Regions from separate parts of the Mus musculus genome. Here region 1 is linked to region 2. Evidence: chromatin contacts called from public HiChIP or PLAC-seq data. All regions are on one chromosome and are shown on one strand. The core of a region is the stretch at or near the end of the contact, and the rest is flanking DNA. Distances in the headings are between cores, read along the strand shown. Region 1 holds the start of Akr1e1 (aldo-keto reductase family 1, member E1). Region 2 overlaps Gm40657 (a long non-coding RNA gene).

The links. HiChIP or PLAC-seq counts read pairs in DNA pulled down with a chosen protein or histone mark.
Region 1: an H3K27ac HiChIP or PLAC-seq map of epiblast stem cells shows a contact between it and region 2. The contact joins the promoter of Akr1e1 here to the enhancer-like site in region 2. A contact is called at or near these places in 4 of 39 promoter capture datasets (the C10 cell line, the HPC-7 cell line, embryonic stem cells and 1 more), 1 of 484 Hi-C or Micro-C datasets (8-cell embryo) and 3 of 115 datasets of contacts at active chromatin or transcription factors (embryonic stem cells and epiblast stem cells).

Annotation. Positions count from the first base shown.
Region 1 is chr13:4,607,113-4,613,166 of GRCm38.p6, forward strand. It overlaps Akr1e1 (aldo-keto reductase family 1, member E1), which reads right to left and starts at 2,052. Exons shown (of 10, transcript NM_018859.2): 1 at 1,973-2,052; 2 at 279-446. The coding sequence starts at 2,011.
Region 2 is chr13:4,557,921-4,564,324 of GRCm38.p6, forward strand. The region is part of intron 1 of Gm40657 (a long non-coding RNA gene); the gene reads right to left. Among named protein-coding and RNA genes, the nearest start is that of Gm40657, 4.7 kb to the right of the region's middle. Within about 2 kb of position 2,836, at least 8 of the 459 cell types and tissues checked have an H3K27ac peak or open chromatin away from gene starts, as enhancers often do. A contact at or near this core is called in embryonic stem cells and epiblast stem cells, where this site is marked.

The DNA.
Region 1 (6,054 bases), core at 802-3,301, 48 kb after region 2:
CTCTTCACTACAGACACAAAGGTGGTGTCACTCAACCAAGATTTCATTCATGAAAGTATTGTTGATTGGTGGTATGTCTCTGCATGGCCACCTGAATGGCCAAATAATAAAACAAAGATGTAAGCAAACAAAACATAACCTCACATGTTCACAAAGCTAGAGGAGAATCAACTACATCCCCAAAGCACCAATTCCCATAAGGAAACTGACCAAATCCTCTAGGCTAGATGGTTCCAGCTCTGCCAGGAGCTTTGCCTGCGGAAGTGGAGAAGCCTTACCTTACTGACTACAAAGAGATCCTCTCTCTTCACCACGCCCTCCTTGATCTTCTCACTGATTCCCATTCCCACCTCGCTCTCATTGTGGTATAAGTAAGCACAATCGAAGTGCCGGTAGCCCAGGTTGATAGCCAACTTAACTGCATCAGTCACTTCTCCTGGGGAGGCCTGGAATATAACCAAACACAAGGAAAGTTTCTTCTGTCAGGGGAACCCAATCCCCTTTCTCCCCCGTCATGTGGGAAAGTATAGCCAAGCAATACATAAATACTCAAATCAGTAAAGCAGTATGAACATCAGCCAGACCAAAAGGTAGAGAATGGAACGTCATAGTCAGAATATGATTAATATTCTGTTCTGCTATCTTTACTCATTCTGGAAACAGGGTGCTTTTCAGCTCTTGCTGTGTTGTGCTTCCCGATTACAGAAGGGCTAAGAACAGCTGGGGCAGGAAGCGGTCTGATATTTAGCACCCAGGGATGCATGAATCAACTGTAAACATAAAACAAGTATCACACACATGGACTCACTCAATATCTGTAGGGTACACACAGGAAAAGCTTAGTGAGACACAGACATTTCCATCAAATATGAAAAGTGTAGCTCAAGGTAGCTTTGAATTTGATCTCTTCCTTGCTTTGTCCTAAATGACTTGGTTATTGGATCAAGGGGATATACATATCTAGCATAGCGACATTATTTAAGATCATCAGTCAGTGTCACATTTGCTATGGTTTTCCATTGCCTTCACATATTTTGAAAGTCATATTCCTGTGTCTTCAGGAGATAGAATTAAATGCTTCAATTGTGTTGGGAGGGTGATTCCCCCCCCCCCACACACACAGTTTTATTTATTTATTATTTTATTGACATTTCTTTCATCTCACATCTCAGCATTCACTATGTGGTACCAAAGAACACTCAAATCACCAAATTGCCAAAATAATAATAATAATAATAATAATCCCATCCTTTTTACAAAAAATTCTGGAGAAACATTTATTTGAAAACCTTCCTATAAACAGAATTTTTAAATTTACTTTTTTATCAAAAACAAAACAAAACAAAACCCCCAAACCATAAAAAGAAACAAATTTTGATCATGCCTCCCCCTCCCCCACAACTTGTCCCAGAGTCAGACAGGCCTATTCAACTATTCAACTTCACGTTCATTATGCCCTACATTCAAAATCAACTGAGCAAGCAGTGTAACTACTCGCAAATATCTCTAATGTCGCTAGTGGACTCCAGAAGTAGACATTACACTTACATCGGTGCAATTATTTAATTATTTTTATTTGGTTTGTTTTAGCATGCAAAGTAGCACGCTTCCTTGTGGCCATTTGACACACACTCGGTTTTGCTGTGCCAAGATGAGTGCCACTAGGCATAAATGATTTTTCGGAGGCTGGGGGTCCGTGATTAGCTCACACAAGGCTAGGTTAACAGCACACTGCTTTATTTAAAGTTAGTCTAACAGCTTTGAATCCTCGCAGGGAGCAGGGTGTTTTAGGATCACAGGAGAGAGAGTCCAACTTCTCCTCTAATCCGTCTGGGGGAAAACCTTAATCAGAGCCCGGGTCTGGAAGGAATCACCCTAGGCAAAAGAAATCCCGTGCCCCTGGCTGTTTTTGAGCATGTACTCATCAGGCTCCGGGACCCTTAGCCCCACCCACACCGGAGTGTGTCCTCACCTTCCAGGTGCCCAAGCCCACTGTAGGGATGTTTTCCATGGTTCCCCTTTGCTCAAAGGCTCAGCCTCTTCCTGCACTTTAGCGGCCAGAGAGCGTTCCAGGGACCTCAGGAAATGCCGTGATAGGCTGGAGTTCTGGCAGTTTAATTGGCTGATGGAGAGGTCGCTTGGTGCTCTGATTGGCTGAGAGCATAGTCCATCTTTCAGGGGACCTAAGCAATTGGGTTTGGTTGTGCTTTATCTCTGTCCTAAATCCTCTATGATCCTAAGAATTCCGTCTCCGAGCAACCTGCCTAAAGCCCAGATCCAGTGCTCTGTCCTTCTTGCAAACAGGCTGTGGTTCAGGATATTTCCTGGACATCAGATGTTTTAGATTGATGATCGTTTCTAGTATCCTGGAAAAAACAGGTTTGACTATATCAGCTGTCTTGAACCTTGCAATGATGATGAGTGCTACTTTGAGGTGATTGCCATTTTAGTAATAGAGGAAATATAATCTGAATATCATTTTTAAGGTGTGTCTTATGGAATTAAAAAAATCAAGATTAAAAATTAAACATCTCTGGAAGATTATTCACTGTAATAAGAACTAATAATAAGGGAGGTCATTTAAAGAGAGCAAATAGTATATAGGCAGATTTTGAGGGAGGAAAAGGAAGAGAGAAATGTAATTATAATTGCAAACAAAACAAAACAAAACAAAAACAAAAACCCAAGGGTCTTCCCACAAGATAATCCCTCAAAGGAATGCCTACAAGACTGTCTCCCAGGTGATTTTTAGGTCTTATTCAGTTGGCAATAATCCTAAAATCACAAGCTGAAACATCTAGAAGGAACCAGAAAACCAGCCCATAAACGCAAAGGTAAATAGCTATTTCGAAAATATTAGCATTACTAAGATGATTAGAAAAATTGAAGATTTGCGTGTTACAGTGCTTAGAATTTTGTATCCTTCACTATGTTTGTTAATAACTTATTAAAAACTTAGCAGAATTCAACAATTTTACAATTTCAACCCAAAGTTTTGTTTTGTTATTTTAATTTCTCTGTTGCCATATTACACATCTGTTCATTTGTTTGAGTTTTTCAAGTGCTCATGGCAGATGCACTGTGGATGTGGAAAACTCTACATCTTCTCCAGTTCTCTTTTTTTATTTATATTTTGTAAAAATGGCAAAGTTAAGCCATTAACGGTCAGACAACTATTTGTAGCTTTCGATCTTTATGCAGATTAACATGGAAGTATCCATTTGCAAGAGGATGTGTTTTCAGATGTTCAATATTATTAGTACTCTCTCTCTCTGATAAGCTTTTATTACTCATAGCGACACTTACACTTTCAGTTCATAAATCTATAGAAATATTGTCCTATCTTTAAATGATTTCTATCATTTCATAAAAGGGTAGTTTGATCTAGGGATGCCTTCTTTTTTAATGGTCATTTCAGATTTCTTAGGTAGTAATTTAGCAGAAACCAATGTTACAGATGTAAATACTTGAAAAACATACAAGCATGCTTTACAAGAAATTATTGAAACCTCAAAATTTGATGAGGTAGTTTATTTTAACACACAGAAAACTTTTGCCAGGTTCTCATGGCAGGCAGAGACAAATATATACACTAACATATACATAATGAACATATACACATGCATATGTATATGTGAATGCAAATACATCTGCTCAATTATCCATTCAATAAACAGCATATTCTGGTCAGTACAAGCAACTTAACAAGGGTAAACCGGAAATATTTGGATGCCATTAGGTTAATTTTGCATATGTATTTAATAAATGTCATTTTAGAAAACACATTTTATTCTTATATATAGGTAATTGTGAGAAAAATCAACAAATTTAAAGGGCAAGCTGGTAACTACACAGGAGACACTTCACCTAAACTTTGGAACTATTTTGCAATAATTCTTCATAATTAAGAAATACAATTGAAGACACACTAATAAGTTGTATGAAAAAACAAAATCATAAGACACATGAACTTTATAAGTTGATTCTTCCTGCCCTCTGGTGGTTGTTTCTCAAAATACAGATGTGTATGTAGGAATATATGTAGGGTGTGTATAAAACATATATAAATGATATATAATATATAAATGTATATCTAGAAATACATATATTTAGACATGTATTTATGAACACATATATGTCTATACATATGTGTATATGTGTGTTTAATTGAAATGCCATACTACCTCACACAGAGTATAACATTTCTCCCAGTTGCTAAATAAAAAGCTCAGTGACAGGTGTACCATACCTTACCTTAAGCTGTTGTTTTGGAGGTTGCAGAGACCTCTAAAATATTGCAGGTCATTGACGGTGATCTTGGATGTGGACCAGAAGAATTTGATGATATAATTCTAGTATTAAAGACATCATATATTCTGTTCATAGGAAACAGAGAAATAAAGTTGGTATTGACTAGGGAACTTCTCTGCTATCCAGATTGCATGCTGTGTGGGCTGCTGTAGGAGAAAAGTCATCAATAGGTTTTCTATCAGAAAACATTGGAGGCAAAATGATATGCTGCATGGCAAGATATGCTTGTAGACATGCATAAATGTTTTGGGCAGGTAATCAGTTCATTCTGACTAGATATGAGGACCATTCCACAGAGAAAAATGCATGCCTAGCACAATAATCATGGACAAGAATTCATGGTTGCAGAATGAACAAGCCCGGGATTAATCTACTAATATCAGCTTTCTAAATAACATTAGACTATTGTCTGAATGGTTAATCTATATAACTTTGAATGGTGCACCTCTTAGATTTTATCAGAGAGATGTCTTTGTTCTGTAGAGGGAAATCAATACAGAAACATACAATCGGTCAATGCATAGAGAACACCTCATGTTTGTGAGGTGTTCATCCACAGATGAGACAGCTATATCACAAACCTCCTCACAAGATTCAGAGGTCCCTTTAGGAGAGGTGGGTCAAAGAGTGGTAAGTTGGAGAGAACTGAAGCCAAACAATGGTTTTTTTGCACATGATATTAGCATGAGTTTGCAGCAGCAGTGGTTGCCTGCAAAAAACCTAAGCAAGAGCAAGACAATAAAAGACTCAGTGTGTAAAGCATGAGAGTCTTGAGTGCCCCACCCCTAGCTGATGAGCTATTGATAAGCAGATGACTGCTTCTAGAGGAAGGGTAGTTGGTTCTCGTTAAGTTTATAATTTCTGGTAAGTCAACCATACTCAAGTGGATGCCCCCACAGCTGTGAGTCTGTGGACATATGGACAGAGCACATTGGATTGGTGAGAGACGGGAGTAGGGGTCAGGTGGGAGTTTGGCAGGTGTGGGGAGTGGATCCAGAAGAAGTTACAGAGTGAAATTCTGGGTGAAACAATCAAAATACTTTGTATAGATGTGTGAAATTCTCAAGAAATTAATACAAATAAAATAACAACTGCATACACAGAAATCTATTATTAGAGAAAAAATGACTCCATCACAATGGACAACATTGACTGTATATAACTGAAGCAGGATACACATTATTTCATTATCTCATTAGCACATTCACTAAAGGGATAATATTCTGGACCAAATATATACATAAATGGGCTTTAGTGTATAAAATACCATATCATTTGGACTTTGAGTTACAAGTTGTTTCTCCACCTCTGAGAGGACAGAAACCAGAAGGGACAAACCTACAGCAAATGGTGGCAATTATAAGAAAGTAGGCTAAATGTTGTGAGAGAATGAGTAGGAGACGGGGAGGTGTTATGAGATATGGAAAAAGAATAGCCAACAGGGTATAATGTGTTGTAATAGTGTGGGCTGTAGGAGGCACCCACTTCTGATATCTGCATTAGACAGTTGAATGGATGAAGATTCAATCTGTCAACAATAAAAGGGTAAGACAAATGCTAGGAAAGGATTGAGGGTATTTGAGACCTGTGGCATTGTACTTAGTTTAGTTTTTGTATTGATTTTCCAAAAGAGCATTGTTTAGATCAAAGATGAAACACTTTCTAGAAAAAGAAAGAACTTAGCATCAAAATTTTCTATGTGATAAGTGTCCCAAGTTATGAGTAAAGAGTTGAAAAGACAAA
Region 2 (6,404 bases), core at 1,586-4,085:
TAAGCTAACAAACTCTTGATCTGAACAGAGAGAGAGAGAGAGAGAGAAAGAGAGAGAATAATAAATTTACAATGACTATTAAAATATCAGTAATATAACTAAGTATAAATAGCCTCAACTTACTAATCAATATATACCAACTGACTGGATATGATTTATGTCTCAAGAAACAAAATTCACTTAGATCCTCATAGATTAAAAAACAAAGCATTGAAAAGAAAATCTACAAGTAAACAAAAGTGGTGTAGCTGTACAGATGGCTGGTAATATATACTTCAAACTTTATATAGTCAGGGGAACATATGAAATATGTTATTTTATAATAGTAGAGGGGAAAAATCATCAAGAAGCTTAAGCATGGGAAGATGGTATAGCTCAGTGGGAAAAGATGCTGGAAGCCAAACCTAGAAATCTATACTCTTTCCCTGGAATCCACATGGTATATGGAGAGAACTGACTCCTGCTTTTCTAACCTCTATGTTGAGCCATGGCATATGCCCATGTCCCTACATAAATATAAGCATAAATATGTGCCAATTATTATGATGTTCAATTTCACAAAACAAACATTGACAGATGATATATTAGATAGACCCTGACTGAGTAATGGTTCCCATATATCATGATCATATCTAGATAGGTCATCTAAATGAAAAGTCACCAAAGAAACCTAAGAAGTATTGTACAACACAGATCAAAGAATATTACATATATGTAACAAATATTCCATTCAACAGTTTCAGGATACCTACCTTGGCCTCAACTGGAAACTATTAAAAAATAGATGACATTCAATGCTGCAAATGAAGTATTACCATATACAATATAATAACTCTTGTATCTTAGCAGATTGTAATGAAATCAATCTAAAATTCAATAAAAATAAAGAGTGGAAACTAAAAAAAATACACTGATTCTGAAGAACACACTCTCAAATGACTAAGGACCCTTGAAGGAATTAAATGCTCTTGGAATTAAAGAAAAAGAAAAGCACAGATTATCTGAATATTTTGATATAGTCAAGAAAGTTCTAAGAAAATGGTTTATAGTTATGAGTGTTTATGTTCACTGAGAAGCTATTGTCAAGTGATGGTTGCCTGGAGATGCAGTCATTTTCCTTCAGGGATGCAGGTCCTGAGAGGCTTCCCCCATAGTTAAGGCTATGATTCTCTCATACATGTACAAGTGGGACTAAATGGACTCAATGGATATTAAAAAGTATGATCAAGAGAGAGAGAGGAAGAGAGAAAGGGAGAAGGAGAGGGAGATGGAGAGAGAACATGATGTTTGAAGGGAAAAGGAGAAGTAAGAAAGGAATTTGAAGGGAGAGAATGGGGAAGTAGATTTGTGTAGTGGATTTGGCATAATGCTGCTTGTATTCTAATGTTAATTCGGGTCCTCCAAAACTGTTTGCATGAGAAAGTCTTCTCTTAAGTCACAGAGGGACCCTGCTCCCAGTTAATTCTGATTGTTACATAAAGATGCCAGCAGCCAATAGCTGGAGAGAAGAGAATTAGGCTAGGTTTAGGGTTTCCAGGCTAAAGATCCTAGGCAGAGACCTTAGAAAAGTGTGCAGGAGAGAAGAAGGGATCCACCATGGGTTAGTTGAACCATAAAATGTGGCCATTTGGGCTGACCAGTTGGAGCTAGGAGCAGCCCAGATGAAAAATAGTAATAATGGAGTTGTGGATAGAAACTAGATTCTAACAGCATGGGGGCTACATAGGCAGTTGCCCAGCTGTTGTGCTACTTAAGACATATTACAGCATAAAGCTGTGTATATGTCTTTCCTTTGGAATCTTAGATTATCTAAGGCAGGAAGGATCACCACACTGGGATTAATTAAATTATTTGAACAATAGATTTGATCTGAGCACATGCGTGTATTAAATAAAATATATTAAAATGGACATAAGGAAGCACTGCATATCCCAATTTGAAAAATAAGTATCATAAAATTCTGAAATATATAACCTAAGGTGGCTCTTTAAATCCTTGAAAAAAAAAATAAAAACAAAAGTTATAGTAAGAAATAATAAAATCAAAGGCAGGCATGAATATGAACTAGAGCACAGAATAAGGCAACTCAAACAAAAATTACATTCTTTAAAAAAAAAAAAAAAGCCAAGACTGATAAGGTTTTAGCCACATTCATCACAATAAAAACACAGAAGACCCAAAGTGGTAATTTAATATGAAACCTGGGAGTTTACTCCAGATTCCAGTGAAATAGTGTCATTTGAGGTACTTGAAGTTTTATTATCTGAAACCTGAAAAATCTTTATAATTCCTAGATACAGATGACCTAATATATATATATAGTATTTTTAGATAACCAAAGCAGCCAATCCAATTCATGTTGAGACAGAAATCTTTAAATAAAGAAAAGCAATGTCTAAACACACCCATTACTACTTCTACTAAGCACTTAATACAGAGCTAACATCTATATCCCTGAAACTGTTCCATAAAACAGAAATGGAGGACTAAAAACATTTATTCTGTGACTCTGATATCACCCTGATGCCCTAGACATCAAAATCGACCCAATTGTATTAAGGTCACAGACTCAAACATGGCCTTGTGTGGCATCATGGATTCAGATATCACCATGGTTTCAGGCAGCAGCAGAGGTTAGGGATCTTTGCTTGGACATTGGCTGTAACATTTTCCATGTGTAGCCTCCCCCAACCTTGAGCAGGCTGGCTCAGACCTGCTCTGTCACTGTCAGCTAGCCCACCTAGGGTGGAATCTTCTGACCTAGAAAAAGTCTATTGTCCTGCCACATTTGCAGCTTTCCTCCAAGGCCCCATTACCTGCTGAGAGGCTAAACCTGTTCTCCTGACACTGTCCTGACAAAATAAGATCCTGGCATGGTAGGGGGTGGGATCCCTTCCCCCTAACTTTACCTTGGCTTGTTATTTCTCTCACAGTTTCTCCCATACAGCCCCAGCCTCCCTTTTGGGAACCTAGTTTGTTTAGCTGCCCTCAGCTACAGGTGGCGCCCAATATGCGGCCTGAACACAGAAGGACCAATTGAGGGAAACACTGTCTTGGTGGAGCTCCACAGAAAACAGAAGAAGATGTATCCCTGCACAATAAGCAACATACAGCATTAATGTTAGCACTACAAATGTCATCTTTTGAATGCTGTTGTTTGCAAAGGTGCAAAAAGAATACAGTATTGGCCCAGTGCTGATAACAACTAGGGGTTGACCGTGGAAAACGGGAGTGGAAAATTCTAAAGACGCATTTGTCTGCAGTCAAGAACTGCATCAGGCAAGAGGAGTAGGGCTTAAAATGATAAAATCAAATAAAAAGAGTAAAATACAAAAGGGGGTGGTGAGTGGGAGATGCTAGATATACAAATGACATGAGAAAGAGAGACCAAGAGAGAAGGAAAATGGATTTTGGAGCTCTCCCAGGAACAGAGGGAAATTTGGAGATGTACTGCTTTCTCTTTGGCCCATACAGGAGACATCCATAATTCTGGTTACATCAAGTTCTCTACCCTCTCTGTATTGTCTGTGTTTGGTGCACCAGTCTTTCCATGTGTCAATTCGTGTCTGTTTTTGTTTTGTTGTTGTCTGAACAACTGTTGTTCTATGTTTCATGTTGAATAAAAATAGTTAAAACTTTATCTGCTGACTGAATCTCTTGATTCAGTCTCAGTTTGCACAGTGGAGGCTGATTTAAGTTGCCTCACACCTTAGCCAGGAGTCAAGCACAGCAGGATAGGGCCTGCTGAAATGCTGTTTTTAAAAAGAAGTCTGCAACTTCTTAGTTCTAAGGCAAATAAGCTGATAGTTGTTTTTTCCAAAAAATTCTCTGCAATTGTGATTATTGGGTTCAGCAAATGGCAAAGTGTTTCTTATCTTGAAATTATTGCTAGAAAAAAATTCTTTGATTTGTCTAAATTTATAAGATTCATGTAGTCACTTCATTTGGTTTCTGACTGGTCTTAAAGGTATAAATATGCTGTGCATGTCTTGGTCTTAGAGTATTGGCTTATAAGTTATTGGGTATGATTAAAAAGGTATAACATAGATAACAAGAAAGTTACGTTAAAACTGGTAACTCAGGGTTGGAGTCATTTTAAACAACAGCACGTGGCATGTACGAGCCCAGGAAACAAGGCCTCTAAGGATATTTCTACATTGGGATACTATTTTATGTGATTCTTATCCTAAAAACTAGACTTATAAGAGATAAGAGTTAAAACAATATCTCTTTCATGAAACATTAAAATTTATACTGTCATGCATTCATATGTATGATTTGGCAGCCAAACTTTGTAATGTGAAAGTGATGTTTCTGGTATTGATTTTAAAGAGAATAAATTGTTTAAAATTGGGTTTTGCTTTCCAAAAATTATAGATATATTCTAATATTGCCAAAGAAACTTAAAAATTATGGTTAAAATTGCCAGTGTTCCATTGACTACAGTTTGCAGTTTGATCACAAGTATAAGATTTTCAACTCAACCATATATTTTAATTAGGATGATTACATGAGTAATCATCTTATGAGTGTGCTAATGCAGCTCACTTTGACCATCCAGCTATACAAAACAAACACAGAGTTATCTAGATATATTTGCCTTTGTGCAGAAATTGGACCCTTATGCAATCAGTTTGGGTATAGTTGCTGCCTTGCATGGGGACTACAGTACAAGCAATGCTTTTACAGCACTACGGTTATAAAGAACGTTTTAAGTATAAGTCATCTTAAAAAAAAGACTGTCCAAAAAGTTAGAGGCATAGACAGATAGTCAATTTTTTTCCCATAATTTGTCCTCACTGCAGAAGGGATAATCTTTGGGCCAGGACTCAGGCAGTATGTTTAGATTAAGAAATATTTACATTTGAGTTAGTGAAAAGCTCAGAGGAGCCTGAGCAAGGCTTGTGTGGCTTTTCTTTGTTTTGCAAACCCTGCCTAGGAAGGTTTTTGGGACCTTACCTCTCCTTTCCTCCAGGGAATTATTCTTTTTAAGCTAAAACAACATTAATACAGATCTATCCAGGTGTTGCTCAAAATAAAGTGTAATTTTAAGATTTATGAAAGGTCAACGAGGCTGTAGAACTTATAGAGGCATTACAATCTGGCTTGCCTACTCCATATAGAATTATTATAAATTTGGAAGGTTGTTTTTTCCTTTACATCCTGATAATTGTAAAGGGTTTGCTTCCAGTGAGCTTGTGATCATTAGAAAGTTTTGCCACTAGGTATTGTTGGGAGCCATTAAGGCAACGCTATTGTCCTGATCTCTGAATTGAGCCTCTCCCCCTGAGAAGAAAAGGGGGTCAAAAGCGGGCCAACAACACATGGATTCCGAGAACCACGGGATGTTCCAGCCCTAGGTCAACACCGATGTCCTGACCACACCCTGATACCACCAAGTTCCTGCTTCCCCGTGTAGCTGCCAAAAGAAAGAATTTCTATTGCCCCCCCTCCCATAAGTACTTCTTTTGCTTGTATTGCCCCATCCCTCCGCTGATAAGTATCTGTACTTCCCCATTTCCTTGTGCAATTCTACTGCCCCATCCTTCCTGCTGAAAGGCACTTCCCCTTTTGCTTGTGTATTTAAACCTTGGGCCTGGCTAATACATTTGGGGGTCTTGATACAACTTCAGAACGGTTTCTGTGTCGTTACTCGTACAAGACCCTCGTCTCTCTCTACCCCCCATTTGGTTGTTAGGAGGAGGTCCCCTCGAGATCCTCGAATAACTGGACCTGCTGGACGGGTCAAGGTATGACTAATAGCTGCACATTATGTAAGAAAAAAAATGTTCTTTTGGTCTCTGCTTCAATAGAAGAAGCTAAGACTTTGAATCTTACAGTGTATATTGTTAATTAAATGGAAAGTATTTTATTAGCAAATGCCTCTGAAGGGAAGTTTACTTCAAATCTTTGCTCTTACATAATGAGCTTTAAAGTTTTGGGGAGTAACTGTTGCTCCAGAAAAGATTCAGGGGCAATATTTTTTTAGTTATCCTAGGAAAAAATGTGGTAAAGAAAATTTAAGAAAGAAAAGATGATTTGCTTACTTCAAATTATTTTGAAAAGCTTCCAGGAGATGTTAGTTGGCTAAGACCTCACCTTAAGCTCACCACAGGAAGACTTAAGCCTATGTTGGATGGTATCAAGGGAGATGAAAATTAACTTATGAGAAACAAAAGGCTTTGCAGACAGTAGAGGAAGCTTTTATAATCAATTGTTATAAGTTGTAATCAATGATAATCAAATATTAGCTGCTTTATTTTAGTTATTGTTACTTAATGTGCCCACAGCAATTTTTTGGCAAAAGAGAACATTAATGTAGAATCATCTTTCTTCATCTCCAAGTAAAGTTTTAACATCCTATTATGACACTGTTGTGGTGCTAATAAAGAATTGTAAGATAA